3 separate regions of the Sus scrofa genome follow, and all the other regions are linked to region 1. Evidence: chromatin contacts called from public HiChIP or PLAC-seq data. All regions are on one chromosome and are shown on one strand. Each heading gives the region's core, a stretch centred on a gene start, on an enhancer-like site or on the middle of the called end of the contact. The rest is flanking DNA. Distances are from core to core; before and after follow the strand shown.

Evidence for each region. HiChIP or PLAC-seq counts read pairs in DNA pulled down with a chosen protein or histone mark.
Region 2: a contact with region 1 is called in an H3K27ac HiChIP or PLAC-seq map of alveolar macrophages. The contact joins the promoter of GOSR1 here to the promoter of BLMH in region 1. A contact is called at or near these places in 1 of 5 promoter capture datasets (liver), 1 of 47 Hi-C or Micro-C datasets (embryonic fibroblasts) and 1 of 2 datasets of contacts at active chromatin or transcription factors (alveolar macrophages).
Region 3: a contact with region 1 is called in an H3K27ac HiChIP or PLAC-seq map of skeletal muscle, with 3 times the contacts expected there. The contact joins the promoter of NSRP1 here to the promoter of BLMH in region 1. A contact is called at or near these places in 2 of 2 datasets of contacts at active chromatin or transcription factors (alveolar macrophages and skeletal muscle).

Annotation. Positions count from the first base shown.
Region 1 is chr12:46,390,006-46,394,899 of Sscrofa11.1, reverse strand. BLMH (bleomycin hydrolase) reads left to right here and starts at 1,258. Exons shown (of 13, transcript XM_021067523.1): 1 at 1,258-1,792; 2 at 2,118-2,315. The coding sequence starts at 1,780. LOC106505486 (a long non-coding RNA gene) reads right to left here and starts at 1,258. Exons shown (of 3, transcript XR_002337293.1): 1 at 756-1,258.
Region 2 is chr12:46,539,077-46,543,920 of Sscrofa11.1, reverse strand. GOSR1 (Golgi SNAP receptor complex member 1) reads right to left here and starts at 2,797. Exons shown (of 9, transcript XM_003131787.5): 1 at 2,641-2,797. The coding sequence starts at 2,671.
Region 3 is chr12:46,209,094-46,214,061 of Sscrofa11.1, reverse strand. It overlaps NSRP1 (nuclear speckle splicing regulatory protein 1), which reads right to left and starts at 2,860. Exons shown (of 7, transcript XM_003131784.6): 1 at 2,760-2,860; 2 at 1,462-1,555. The coding sequence starts at 2,779. MIR423 (microRNA 423) reads right to left here and starts at 2,537; the gene lies at 2,458-2,537.

The DNA.
Region 1 (4,894 bases), core at 9-2,508:
TCTGTTGGTATGTTAGTATAGTCTAAAAGCTGTATCCCATTTTTCCCACTACACTGTCTGTTTCTTAAGGGCAAATTTAAGCTTGCTGGTCTCCGGATCATCAGCAGCTTGTCCAGTGCCCTTACATGGTAGACACTGAATAAAATTTCATGAGTTGAATTGGGCAGATGCTTGAACATTATTTTATGAAAGGACCAAGGATTTCTTTCAGCATAACTTTTAGCCTGTTCCTTTTCTTCAGACATAAGAAAAATCTCAGAATGGGACAACTGATGGGCCCTGCTGGAGAAAGTTTCTATGACATATCCCCAAACTTCAGTTAGGTTTCTCTATAGGGACAAAGTAACTGTGATTTCTAAAAAGACTAACTGGTGTCTGAGTATGGATTTTTCCAGATACTAGAGTCTTTAGAACCAGAGATTATTTTCAATCTAGGACCTAGATTATAGGTTCCACAGAAGACTCTCACTGTTCCAAGTAGCAGAATCAGACTTTTCAGCAGTAGGCAGTTATCACCTGTGGGTCCCACCCCAATATCCCTGTAAGGTTTGAGATTTCAGAGCGTGAAAAACAATATAAAAAGGCTTCACTATCTCAAAACCTGACTAAATGTCTGAGTTATCCTGAAAGCCTGAGAAGGGGGATGCCTCTCATTTGCAGGTTTTGCAGAGGCATGAGCAAAACAGTCTGGGTGTACAAGACTGACTTCTGTCATTTCCCTTAGTTAAACCCCGGTCTAGGTAAGAAACACTCACCTACTTCATAAAGCCCAGGATGGCTAACTTCCTTGAAATGGGTAATTGCATATTTGTAGAACCGTGGTAGCTTCTGAGTGGGTAAGAACAAGCTTGATTCCCAATCGCCTCCAAACACAAAAACTTGGTTCTGACTAGAATCCCAACAAGTTGCCACTGAAAGTGAGCGATGTCTAGAATTCTAGCAACAAGTGGCCATTGAAAGTGCAGTGACTGACATCTTAAATCAACTATACTTCAATAAAACTTTAAAAAAATGAAAAAAAAATACTTTGCTGTACAGCAGAAAATAGCACAACCTTGTGAATCAACTATAGGTGAATACAATTTTAAGAAATGAAAAAAAAAAAAAAGTGCAGTGACTGGTAGGCACAGGACGCGTATCAGAAGAGCCCTTGGGTTCATCTTTTTGTGACCAGTCAACCTATCCTAAGTCAGGGGCTTAATTTTGCGGCCTTTCACGCCGCTGTACGGCCTGGAGCCCCCTCATGGCTTCTGAAAAGGCTTTACAGGGTCAAGTCCACAGACTAGCGTATTCAGCCTCGGGGCCCAGCACAGGACGCCTTCGGGTTCCCGCTTGGTCCCCGGAGGGCGCCCCGGTGGCCTGGGAGCGTCATCACGGCTTGCGGAGGACGCCCGCGCCACGCGGACGGAGGCGCTGCAGCGGGGAGCTGAGGAAGGCGGCAGCGGCGTGGGCGGGAGCCAGGAGGGAAGCCGCTCCGGGCGGGGTGAGGGGGGCGCAGGCGGCCCCGGGCGCCTCGGCGGGCCCGCCCCCTCGGCCCTCCCCCGGGCGGGGCCAGCCCCGACGGCGCTGACTCAGCAACGCGTGGGGGGAGTTTTGTCCCTCCGCGGACCCCGTTTCCCTCGCCCTCAGCCCTCCGCCGCCACCGAGCCGGTTTCCTCTTTCCGGCGCCCCGGGTGCGAGAGGCTGGTCCAGCCGCTTGGGTTAGCGAGTCGCTCTGCTGTCCGGCTCTTGTCTGAGGACCCCGAAACTACCGTTCCCCGGCCAGGCAGCGTGGGCGCCATGAACGAAGCAGGTGAGGCGCCGCTCTTCCACGCCGAGGCTCTTCCACGCCGAGGCTCTGCCGGCTGCCCTCTGGGGGCTCAGCTGCGCCCCATAGGCCCGGCGGCGGGGAAGGGCCGGGGCTGGGGCCGGGGGCGATGGCGGGGATGGAGCTTTCTGGGCGGGCTGGAGCGGCCCGGAGGAAGGCAGCATCTTGGGCTAGGACCCCGGTGAAGGGCTTCTCTCTTGCTGTGGTCACCTCAGGATGCTCTTACCAAGTTAGAGCCGGAGTGTGGGAGTCCCGCACAGTCTCCTCAGCCTCTTTTTGATGTTATAATCCCTTTGGGTCTTCCGAGCAGGACTGAATTCGGAGAAGGTAGCTGCTCTGCTTCAGAAACTGAATTCCGACCCCCAGTTCGTACTGGCCCAGAATGTCGGCACCACCCACGATCTGCTGGACATCTGTCTGAAGAGGGCCACGGTCCAGGGTACTCAGCATGTGTTCCAGCACACGGTGCATCAGGAGGGCAAGCCAGTCACCAACCAGAAGAGCTCAGGTGAGAGCTTCAGACTTCTTGCACACTTGCCTTGACTTTCTTGACAGCCTCCCTTTGTGGTGTCTTAGTTAAGAATGGCCTTAGGGGAAGCAGAGTTTTGGATTGAAAGAACCTGTGGTAAGTTCTTAGAGAGCAGCCACAGGTACAGGCAGGATCAAGAACATTACCTTGTGACTTGTTTTGGTGCTCCGTGCTTCTTAGTGTAATTTGAGCACTAGAGTGACTGACTAGTCCACGGTCATTTGACTGAATGCAATGCAGTATGTTCTTTTTGAAGTTGTGTGATTGCAGCCCCATGTCTTTGTGATACATGTTCTTGGTACAGAACAAACCATACAGAAATATTCATACCCTAGTGGACTCCCCCATGTTGCCCTGAAAGTCATGGGCAAATGTATGGGATGGAAAAGACACCAAGAAATAGCATCAATATGTCATCAGATGTTATGTTTAAATATGCCTGTGTGCTAATGGGCTCACTTCCCACCAACAGACGGGTTTGTAATACAGAAGAATATTCATTTCTCATGCCTTGTGGTCACAGGCCCTTGTTTTGCTCTCTAGTACCACTAGAAAACAGAAGAACAGCTATAGTGAAAGATGGGTTATCCAGGAATAAGGAGAACATTCTCACAACAGAATTGTACTAAAAGGAGTTTTTAAAGTCTGTCCATTTTATTGATTTAGTTAAGTAGTTTTTGGCCATACCTGCAGCATGTGGAAGTTCTGGGGCCAGGGATTGAACCCGCACCGTGGCAGTGACAGTGCCGGGTCCTCAATCTGCTGAGCCACCAGAGAACTCCTGAAGTCTTGAAACTACTCCCAGTCTATTAATTTTGACAGAAAGCCGATCAGTGCTTGCTTGAAGCCAGTCAGAACTCAAAGTGTACATTTATAACATGGATATATTTTATTGTATGTAAATTATACCTTAGTAAAGTACATTTTTAAATTTTAAGAAAGAATTTATGACCTTGCAATAATTAATGTTTTGCCATAGTAGAAAGTGCTTGGGGTGTGTGGACCATCAGGCTACACATGATCCAGGTTATTAAGTTACAGTGTCATGGTGGTCCTACATGATTTAGACTGCAGTGGCCTCTTAGCGAGAGGCCAAGAAATGTTCATCTGGAACAGATCAGGTCTTACATAATCTGAAGTGTCGCTTTATTTACAGAAGATACAGATAGCACATGAGCTGTGTTTATTTTCAGGCAGTTTTTGCATTAACAGTTTATCCAGATTTCCTCACCGGGAAATAACACTGTGTGTGGGGAGAGGTATACAGATAAACTTGAGGTAAAGAGGAGCTATACTAAGTCGTTAGTGACTTTTGAAAAACACTGTTTGTAGTTCTTATTTTTAATTATTTTTTCTTGTTATAAGATTACTGTTGTTCAGTGTAGAATGTGTGCAAAATACCAAGAAGTAAATATTTTTCTCTCAGGTCTTTATTCTTTGTGTCTTTAATATGAGTGGATACTTTACATATTGTTAGGTAATCTATTTACCTTTCTCACCAATATATTGTGAACATACTTTCATATCAATAGAAAAGTTATGCCCAAATAAAAGTCTTAAGTTTTTATCCTCTGAATCTTCCTTCAGAAAAGAGACAGTTTCTGTTTGATACTGAGCATTCTCAGTTAATTTAACTTGAAGTAAAGAATAATTTGACAAAGACATTAATTACTCTGAAATGACCTCAGTCTGTGCTGGTTTTGGATGCTTATAGAGATCATTTGATTGAATGAGGTTTTTAAAACAGCAAAAAATTTGATCACAGTATGTTTCTAGGACATGACTTTACCTGAAAATGTTGGATAGCATTGTAAGTGGGCCTTCTAAAGATCACTTAAGTCAGTATAGGAGATGGTGACATTATCTACTTACAGGACAAATGAAGAATGATTGAATAGCTGTGGCATAACATCTTCAGGGACAGGATCATGCATGGATTCAAAATATTGCTGTGACTCAGACACAACAGTGGAATAAAGATGTTACCTTCTGATGGAAAGAGTGGATCTAATAATGGCAAAGGCACTGATGCCAAGACATGTGAAAAGTATAGATCAGTGTGAAAATGACATGTGAAAGTGGAAAAAAAATGCTTATATGTCAATTTATTGTATTAACATCATTTTAAATATCTATATTTAAGCTACTAAATTAAATATCATAGATAGACAGTTATTATTTCATCTAATATTTATACAATCCAATTAACTAAACAACTTTAAAAAAAATTCTCATTGGGAGAATTAGGATTGACTTATGTTAGCGTCACTTTATATTGGACAATATACTGTATGTTCCAGATTAAAGGGTAGGGACTTTTAAAAATCTTTGCCATAAATTACCGCATTGCCCTCAGATTTTTTTTTTTTTTTAACTTGCTTAGATTCCTATCCAGAATGTATAATCATACTATTGCCTCAAGTCCTTGCCAATACTGGGCATTATTGTTATTTATTTATTTATTTATTTTGTCTTTTTGCCTTTTCTAGGGCTGCTCCCGCGGCATATGGAGGTTCCCAGGCTAGGAGTCGAATGAGAGCTGTAGCCGCCGGCCTACG
Region 2 (4,844 bases), core at 1,548-4,047, 150 kb before region 1:
CCAGGTGGGGCAAAAAAGGGTGAAACAGTGGGAAATGCATAATTTCAGCTTTACCCAAAAGATAGCTAGACAACCAATGTTGTTCTAATATCCCTGAAATTATTCTATAGCAATAACTAAAACTTTGTAATTCAGGGGGAAACAGAAGAGACTACAAATCACTAAGGAACTGAATAGGGTTTATGACCAGCATCATATCAATTTACCAGCTAACTTCATAAAAAAGAAACATCACTGTTTTTGACAGGGACTTTCCTATCTCTTTATGTTCCAAAGCTTTATAAACCTTATGAAATTCTTTTTCTTTCTTTCTTTCTTTTTTTTTTTTTTTTGGTCTTTTGTCTTTTCAGGGCTGCACCCTCAGCATAGGGAGGTTCCCGGGCTAGGGGTCTAATCAGAGCTATAGCTGCCGGCCTATGCTAGAGCCACAACAACACAGGATCCGAGCCACATCTGCAACCTACACCACAGCTCACGGCAATGCTGGATCCTTAACCCACTGAGCAAGGCCAGGGATCGAACCGCAACCTCATGGTTCCTAGTCGGATTCGTTAGTCACTGCGCCACGACGGGAACTCCATGAAATTGTTAATAGTAGAGTGAGTAAGTGAGTGTAAAGAAAAATAATCATTGACAAAGATTTTAAAAATTGTTTTTCAATAAGCTTGCTAAGGAGTTCCTGCTGTGGTGCAGCAGGTGAGGGATCTGGCATTGTCTCTGTGGCAGCATGGGTTTGAAACCCGTCCTGGCATGGTGGGATCTGGTACTGCCACAGCTGTGGTACAGGTCATAGCTGTGGCTCAGATTCGACCCCTGGCCCGGGAACTTCCATACGCTGTTAAGGTGGCCAAAAAAAAAAAAAAAAGAAAAAGAAAAGAAAAAGCTTGCTGAAAGATATTTGGAGAGGCTAAATTTAACAGTAAACAATGTACTCCAACAAAGTCAAATATGACAGAAATAAGAACCTAAGTTTTAAAAGAAGAGAAGCAAACAAGCATGCAGAGGAACTGGTGTAATAATAGTTTGGCATCTAGGTGGCTGAGTGAAGCCAGTCTGTTAACACATATCTAGATGTGTGTACTCTCATTCACGGTGAAGCAGAAGTCAAAATAAAAGGGCTGAAATACTGAAGGCATAGCATAAAGATCTCACCTTTCAGGGATAAGGAATATTAAACACTATTCCAATAATATCATCAGCAACAAGAAGCACGAAGCAGCGCGCAGGAAATACAGTGGAGCACATTCTCCAAGAGATCAAACCTCAGAATCTCAGCTCAGCCTGAAGTTCTGAGGTTCTAAGAACTGGCTCTGAGATTTATTCACAATCTACTTAACCTATGAATCTCTGCTTTTTGCTTTTCAAACCCCTACCTTCAGGGTTTTCCTATGCGTTAGTAATCATGTGCTTAAAGCACCTGGCACAGAGTAGACTGTCAATAAGCTGCTATAATTCCTTTAGCATGACACTTCCAAAAAGTCAGCCCAACGACTTATACTAAAGCTAACCAACAGACACTTCTACATAATTTTAAAGTATTTTCTAGCTAGCACATACACATTTCAAATAAGCCTTTTAATACGTTTTAAACTATAAGCATGCTTCTCTGTAATCAGGAACTGTCTTCTCTAGCAGAAAACGTCAAGTAAAAGCATTCTCAAAGTATGACGAGCAGGTATGGATGAACTCAGAATTAACTATTTTAGATTAAGTGGCCGACAGTGACAATACTGCCATTTGTGGTGGTTTCCAGAGGTTTCAGTGGGTAGCAAGAGGAAACTGGTTAAAATGGAAAAGGATTCAAAAGAGTTCTATTTTGCAGTAAAGCAGAGACAACTGAAAGAAAAAGGTGCGCCTTTTCTGATCTTTGTTCATCATCATGGTCCAGGAACGAGTTTTACATGAACTTACTTTATCGAACCGTAATTTCAGGAATTAAATAAACGTACTGGTCAAATCACGCGATGCTTTTTGATAGAAGAGATACAGCAATAGTGCAATAATTATAATTAAATGCAATAATTACAAGTCACACTGGTTCTCTCAACTTTCTCTTTTTAACAAAACCGATCTCCAGAACGGAGGGTGGTTATTTCCTCTGCCTTCCAATGCGACTCGACACCCAGTCCTCGAAGTCCCAGCCTGAAGCTGCCAAGGAGGAAGACATTCCGCTCACACAGCTTCCTTCGATGGACCGGCCTGACAAGTTCCTCCTTTCTCTTTTCCTACTCAATTATCCAACAGTGACTCTAAGGCGCTGACTCCTCCAGCCTCCTGGGCTCGGGATATTCTCGCTCAACCCTCGTTTCCTCCCAGAGTTCATACTCCAAATCCCTCGTTCGAGTTCTGCTACCCCCTCAACCCAGCTTTCCTCCGGCGACTCAGGCCTTCTTCCTCTCGGTCCCGGCTCAGCTCTCTCCGCCCAACCACTGCTCCAGGTCCGGCTGCCGCTCAGGGCAGCCCCCTCCCCAGACCATACGGTCTCTAGAGCCCCCAGGCCCAGGGGTACCCACTAGACCAGCCCCACCCCTCAGCTCGGGCGCTCCAGAAGCCAGGCTCTTCTCTCTGCAGCGTCCCTCAAGACCTGTCTTCACTCAGTCCCTCTGCGTCTCAGCGAGACTAACCGAGGTCTCCACTCACCTTCCCAGTAATTGCTGGTTCCTGCCGCCATCTTTGTTGTCCAACGTCAGGCGGGATAGGAGAGCGGAGGCGATGCGAGCCAGAGAGTCACCTCCACGCCTTCTTCCGCCTGGCGCCAGGGCCGATGGGATACGTGAGCCTCCAGAGACACCGCCACCTGGCGGTCAATTCATTATTTTACACCTTTCTGAAAACCCATGTTTAGAATTTGACGCTCCCTGACATCTTTCTGGTGTTCACATCCGCTCTCCGCGCCCGAAACTGGCATACTCACCCTCAGCTGGACTAATTCTCTCTTTAGCAGGTACCTTCTAGGCTGAGAAGAACGTTATCCTTAGACGCAACTACCTGTTTTGTTCACCTTCTCTCAAATGTGTACCTTCAGCCAGCCTCTTTTTTTCGGGGCCAAAGGCTCTTTTCTTCCCACGACCAACCTCTTCATCCTACCTCCCCCTGTGCTCCGCTATCCCGCGTTTCTAACTTATGCCCTCTTCTCCACTGGCCGCCTTTTCCTCTGTCTAGGAGTCCCAGCCCTCTTTCCTTTCTAGCCAACAAATATATGAAGCATATTCTAACTGCTTCAACGTTCCTCATCTTGACCCCTCAACCTGCTAAAATCAGCTGTCCAGAGCCACCCTTTATAGACAGATAAATTATCCCAACCTACTTGTGTCCATTTTTCGCTAGTTCTGGTGAAGTGTAGAACCCTTTCCTCCTGCAAAGTTTTTAAAATCACACCTGCGCCTTTATTCACTACCATTTATAGTTGTCTTTAATATTTCCCCTATGTTCCCTGAGAACCACATCATATAATATTATAATCTTTGCTTTGACTGTCAAACATAGATTTTAAAAGAAGGAAAGCCATATTTTGTGTTACTGATACATTTTTTTTTACTCTTCCAATTTTTCTTTCTTCCTCCCTGATGTTCCAAGATTCCTTTTTTATCATTTTCTTTCTGTTTCAAGAACTTCCTTTAGCCATTTGTTAAAAGAGTAGATCAGCTGGAGACAAATTCTATTATTTTTTCTTCATCTGAGATGTCTTGATTTCCCTTTCCTTCCTGAAAAATATTATTGCCGGATATAGAATCTGGGGTTGACAGTTTCTTTTTTTCAGCACTTGAAAAGTGGGCTAATTCCTTCCTGCTTCTACAAGTTCTAATGAGAAATTGAATTGTTTTTCCATTATAGCTAAGAGATCGTTCTCTCTGCTTTAAAAACTTTTTTTTTTTTTTTTTTTTTAGTTTTCAGAAAGTTGATTATGGTGTGTTTTAGCATAGATTTCTTTGGTTTTATACTGTTTGGGATTTTCTCAGCTTCTTGAATCTTAGGTTTATGTCTTTTGACACATTTGGGAAAGATTTTCAGAGATTACTTCTTCTAATACTTTTTCTGCCTCTATCCTGTTATTCTTCTCTTGGGACTCCGATGATGTGAATGTTAAATCTTTTTGTTATAGTCCTACATATCCCTAAGGCACTACTAATTTGTTCAGTCTATTTTCTATTCTTTAGATTGGTAATTTCTACTGTTCTGTCTTCAAGTTCATTGATAGGCGTGTCTTTCCTCTGTCCCCTCCATTCTGCTGTCAAGCCCATTCACTGAGTTTTTAATTATTGTATTTTTCAGATTAAAAATATCCATTTGGTTCCTCATTATCTCTTCTTTTTTTTATTTTATTTTTTTGTCTTTTGTTGTTGTTGTTGTTATCGTTGTTGTTGTTGTTGCTATTTCTTGGGCTGCTCTCGCGGCATATGGAGGTTCCCAGGCTAGGGGTTGAATCGGAGCTGTAGCCACTGGCCTACGCCAGAGCTACAGTAACGCGGATCCGAGCCGTGTCTGCAACCTACACCACAGCTCACAGCAACGCCGGATCATTAACCCACTGAGCAAGGGCAGGGATCAACCCGCAACCTTATGGTTCCTAGTCGGATTCGTCAACCACTGCGCCACGACGGGAACTCCCTCATTATCTCTTCTATTTATTTGCTGAGACTTTGCATTTCTTTCCCAAGACTCTTTTTATCATTTGTTCTAAGATTTTTTTGTAATTGCTCATTGAAATGTTTTTATTATATCCTTGTCAGACAATTCCAATGGGTGTTTCATTTTGATGTTGGTGTTTGTTGTTTCTTTTTGTTCAAGCTGAAAATCTCTGGGTTCTTGGTATAATGAGTGGTTTTAAATTTGTACCCTGGAAG
Region 3 (4,968 bases), core at 1,611-4,110, 180 kb after region 1:
CTCCCGTGGCATATGGAGGTTCCCAGGCTAGGGGTCCAATCGGAGCTGTAGCCACCGGCCTACACCAGAGCCACAGCAACGCTGGATCCGAGCCACGTCTGCAACCTACACCACAGCTCACAGCAACGCCAGATCATTAACCCACTGAGCAAGGGCAGGGACCGAACCCGCAACCTCATGGTTCCTAGTCGGATTTGTTAACCATTGTGCCACGACGGGAACTCCATAACTACAAAATTCTTAAAAGAAAACATATATATATAAATCTTCATGACTTTGGATTATACAATGCAATTTAAGGGAAAAAAAAAAACTGGACTTCCTCAAAACTGAACTTTTGTGCTTCAAAGGACATACCAAGAAAATGAAAAGGCAAACTATAGGAGAAATATATTTGAAAATTATAATAAGCGACTTGTATCTAGAATATATAAAGAAATCTTATAACAAATGACAAACACAAAAAAATAGGTAAATGATATGAAGAGACATTTCTCTAAAGATGATGCATCACTGGCCATCACTGCAAATCAAAACCACAATGAGAAAGTTGTCTTGGGCAGAATGTAAACTATTTGCAAGGGGGTGCGTAAGAACTGTCAAGGGAGTGGGAAATGTTCTACATCTTGACTGGGACATATATATTTCTCCAGTCATCAAACTACACTTAAAATCCATGGTTTCATTATACATAAATTATACCTCAACTTTTACGAAGGTAAGCCATCTGGAGTCTATTTCTTCGTCAGAATGAAAAAAGCAAAGGATCAAAGATGTTCAATTACCAAACTATGGTATTATATAATTAGTAAAAACTGGAAGAGAACCTATTTTTTGTCAGAGCAAAGGAAGTACCATATTAATTGATAGAAAGCTCTTTCAGAAATACAGAAAATGACTAAAGTATTAAAAAAGCACACATTTGGGGGCTTTATAAATTGCTTAATTGTGGGCTTCATAGGAAAACACTGTTTTGGCTACTGAAAAATAAAATGTTCATTATTAGCTGTTCTTATAGTGCTAGCCATGCTAACTTCATAAACTATCATAATTCCAACTGAGGAATTACATTTAGTAGACACTGCATAACCACAAAAGTAGTCTCAAAAGAAACCTCTCTGCTAATAAAAATTCTAGGAAATTGGCAACATCTTAATAGCTCATTTCCAGGGATCTTTACACCAACAATTTTGTTATATCAACATTAGTTATCTGAAAGTACTTTGTATAACTGCTTATAAATAAATTCTTAGCTTCAGAAAAGAAAATCTCTTAATTATTCATGTATCAAAAAAAACAGTGCTTTCTTCTTTAAATATTATTTTTGATAATTGTGTAAATAATATTCTAGATATACTGTATTGACAACTAAAGCAAGCAAAGACATCAAATTCACAAGTTCAATTTTTTAAAAAAATATATATTTCCAACAATGCGGTAGAAAAACATAGGTTCCCTTACCTCATCATCATCATCAGAATCATTCCCAAACACTGAAGGTTTTTGCAAAACAGGGTGCAACTGCTGTGCTTTCTTTGGCAAAATAAGCCCATACCTGCATATATTTTTTTTAAAATAGAAATTACACCATTATGTTTAAACTTTAAAAAATAATACATCCACTATCTCTTTCAGATGTAACTACCAAGTCAAAACATGTTATATAGTCTAGGAACATATAACACTGGTTCTCATTTTCAACCATCTCAGAGTTCTAATATGCGCTAAGATTTTATAATTATTACTCTAAATGATTACTTGTGGTCACCGGCCAAAATCAAAATACCATTTTAACCAAAGAAGTGAATGAAGAGTTCAGAAATGTTTTATATGGTGAAATGATAGTAAGATTTTAAAAAGAACATGTTAGTGGAAAGCTCAGCTGATGTCCACTACAAAGAAAAACACTCTAAAGTATCCTCGTGGTCTAACAAGAGTAAAGAAAAAAAATTATTTTCTCCCCTACTGAGTGCTCACACAATTTTAAAGAAGTTATTGGATAAAGGTTAATGTCACCCATGGAAAAACTTTTGAAGGTTACATTAACTGAGAAACCCAAACAGCCATGGGCAAATTCCCATTACCCTTTATTAAGCCCACTTGCTTTGTCTTGGAGCACCTGAAAGTACCATCCCATCAGATACAACTCATTTAGTTTCTCACGTTGGCCTTTAAGATACAGAAACCACGGGAAGCCGTATCCAAATTGAGGATTGTACATCAAAAGTAAAACTTGCAAGAAGATATAACATTTCTCTTTTGCGGCAATATATGCCCCAATTTCCTATATGCCTACCCTTTTCTGTGGCTTCTCAGCACAACATTCCTAAACCGAGAAGGGAGGGCGGGAATCAGAACTTGAGTTGCCAAGGAGAACAAGGCCCTATAAGAAAGCCAGGAATTGTCTCTTCTCATTACCCCTGAAAGCATCCAACCGGGGAGAAACTCAAGCGCGGGGTAGGAAGCAAGACTGAGGGGCCTCAGACCGAGCTTTTGGAAAATAGAAAAGTCTCGCTCTCTGCCCCTCAGCCTAACTTTCTTTATTTCCTCACAAGTTTCTCCCTCAAACTTCGGGCTTCCATCCTGGAAAATGTGGGGGGGGATGGGAATATATGTTCCTCAGAATTTCTCGCTTTTCCCCGTCTCTATCCCTGACGACACAGCCCCTTCACTTCCAGCGCATTTTTACTCCTCGGCCAAAGTCACAGTCGCCGTGGTGTCTCACTTCCCAGCCTAACCCTAACTCCCGGATCACTCACTGCCTGCCCGGAATCGCCATCTTGCTCCCGTCTCCGCTGAACGTGGCCGACGCCGACGTGACGCTGACGCAGGTAAGAGCGTCGTTACGTGAACTCTCGCGCGGCCTTAGGCGGCCTGGAACCCGCCTACCCGCTGGGTTCGTATTTTCAATTGCTTGGTGCAGCTGGGTGCCAGGTTGTTCGGGCTTGGCTTTCGGCATTGTTTGAAAACCGAGGGACTGCCTCCACACCGGTGGGAAGAAAGGAATGACAAAATTCTAGGCCAGTGATTCCCAGAGTGTGGTCCTGGGGCCAGCAGCATTGGCACCATCCAGGAATTTGTTAGAAATGCAAAATTTCCCACCCTATTTCACACCTACCAAATCAGAAACTCTGGGATGGGGCCCAGCAATCTGAATTTTAAGGAGCCCTCGAGCTAATTCTGACACTCTGGTTTGAAAACCACTGCCCTAGGCTATGGATTTTTTTTTTCCCCTGAGATATTCCGTTTGCGTATATCTGGCTCAGGATAATTTGCAGAAGATCAAAATCCTTATGCTAAGTATCTCATATTCGGACAGAAATGATTAATAACAATACCATGGTACTACTGGGTGGGTATAGGATTAAAGTCTTCTATGATACTTTTAAAAAAATTCTAGGCACGCGTTTCACCTGTGCACCTACTCACTTTTGGCCCATTCCAAACTAGTCATACAGCAAGTGAAAAAGATCTCTTGAATTACCAACAGGAATTACCTGACAGAAGATGTTAAAATCTCCAACTATAATTGTGGATTTGTCTGTTTCTCCTTTTACTTCTGTCAGGTCTTGTTTCGTGTATTTTGAAGTTCTGTTATTAGATGTATAAATATTTAGGCTTGTTATATCCTCTTATATTGACCCCATACTATTAAAAAATGATTCTCTTTATTCTTTTATTTTTATTTATCTTACCTGATATTAATATAACCACTGATTGTTAGCATAGTATATCTTTTCCTATCCTTTTTTATTTTTTTTAATTTTATGGCTGCATCCATGCATATGTAAGTTTGCCTGGCCAGGGATTGAATCCGAGCTGCAGCTGCTACAATGCAATGAAAGTTAAGAGATAAATCCTAAATTCTCATCGTGAGGAAAATTTTTTTTCTTTTGTATCTATATGAAATAATGGATGTTCACTAAATTTATTGTAATAATTTCATGATATATATGTCAATTTATTATGCTCTACACCATAAACTTATACAGCACCGTATGTTAATTATGTCTCAATAAAACTGAAAGAAAAAAAGATCAAATTAAAAAGAATCCATAAGCACACATTCAGTTAGCTGTCAGAGTGATGACATCATCACACATCATGAAGCCTCTGAAAAGCTTTATTGTACTCTGGTGTGAGGATAAGAGTGAAAAAAGCAAATAATGTCCTAGTATTGTTAGAAAGATAGTTTTGACCTGGAAAATCCCAAAAGGGTTTAAAGGACCTACACATTTTAAGATCCACTCTTCTGAATGAATTAATGCTGGGATGTATTACATAGTTTTGCATATAGGAATGTGCTGGATATTTTCTCCCCAAAGTGATTAGGGCAGGACCAGATACAAGCCAAATATGAAATCTGCTTAGGGAACAGTGAAATACATATATATACATATATATTGGTTTCTGCCCCTGGTTCCTTGGGCAGAGCTGCTAAAACCATTGTGAGTTACAAGAGCACTGAGAAAAATTTTTGTTCTGATATTTGATCTTCCACCCTGGTTCCTGATGTATTTTGTTCCAATGAGGTAACTCTGGGTGGTCTTCTGGATAGTCTCAGGGTGGGGGCTCATCACCAGAGAGACCATGCCATGATTAGGAGTTTGGAACTTTCTACCCAACCCCCATCTTCAGGGAAGGAGAGAGAGGTTTTAAACCAAATTAAGGATTGATCATGCCTACATAAAAAAACCCCAAAGCATGGAATTCTGAGGGCTTCCAGGTTGGTGAACTCATCCACATGCGGGGAGAGTGGTGCACCCCAACTTCCTGAGGACAGAAGTGCCATTCCTGACGCCACCTGTGTATCTCTAGTTGTTTATATGTATGTTTTATCATATTCCTTATTATATAATAAATAGGTCAATGTAAAAAGCATGTTTACCCACATATTTACCACTTCCAGCATCTCCATTGCTTTGTGTAGAACCAGATTTCTATTTCATGTAACCATCTTTTTTAAAC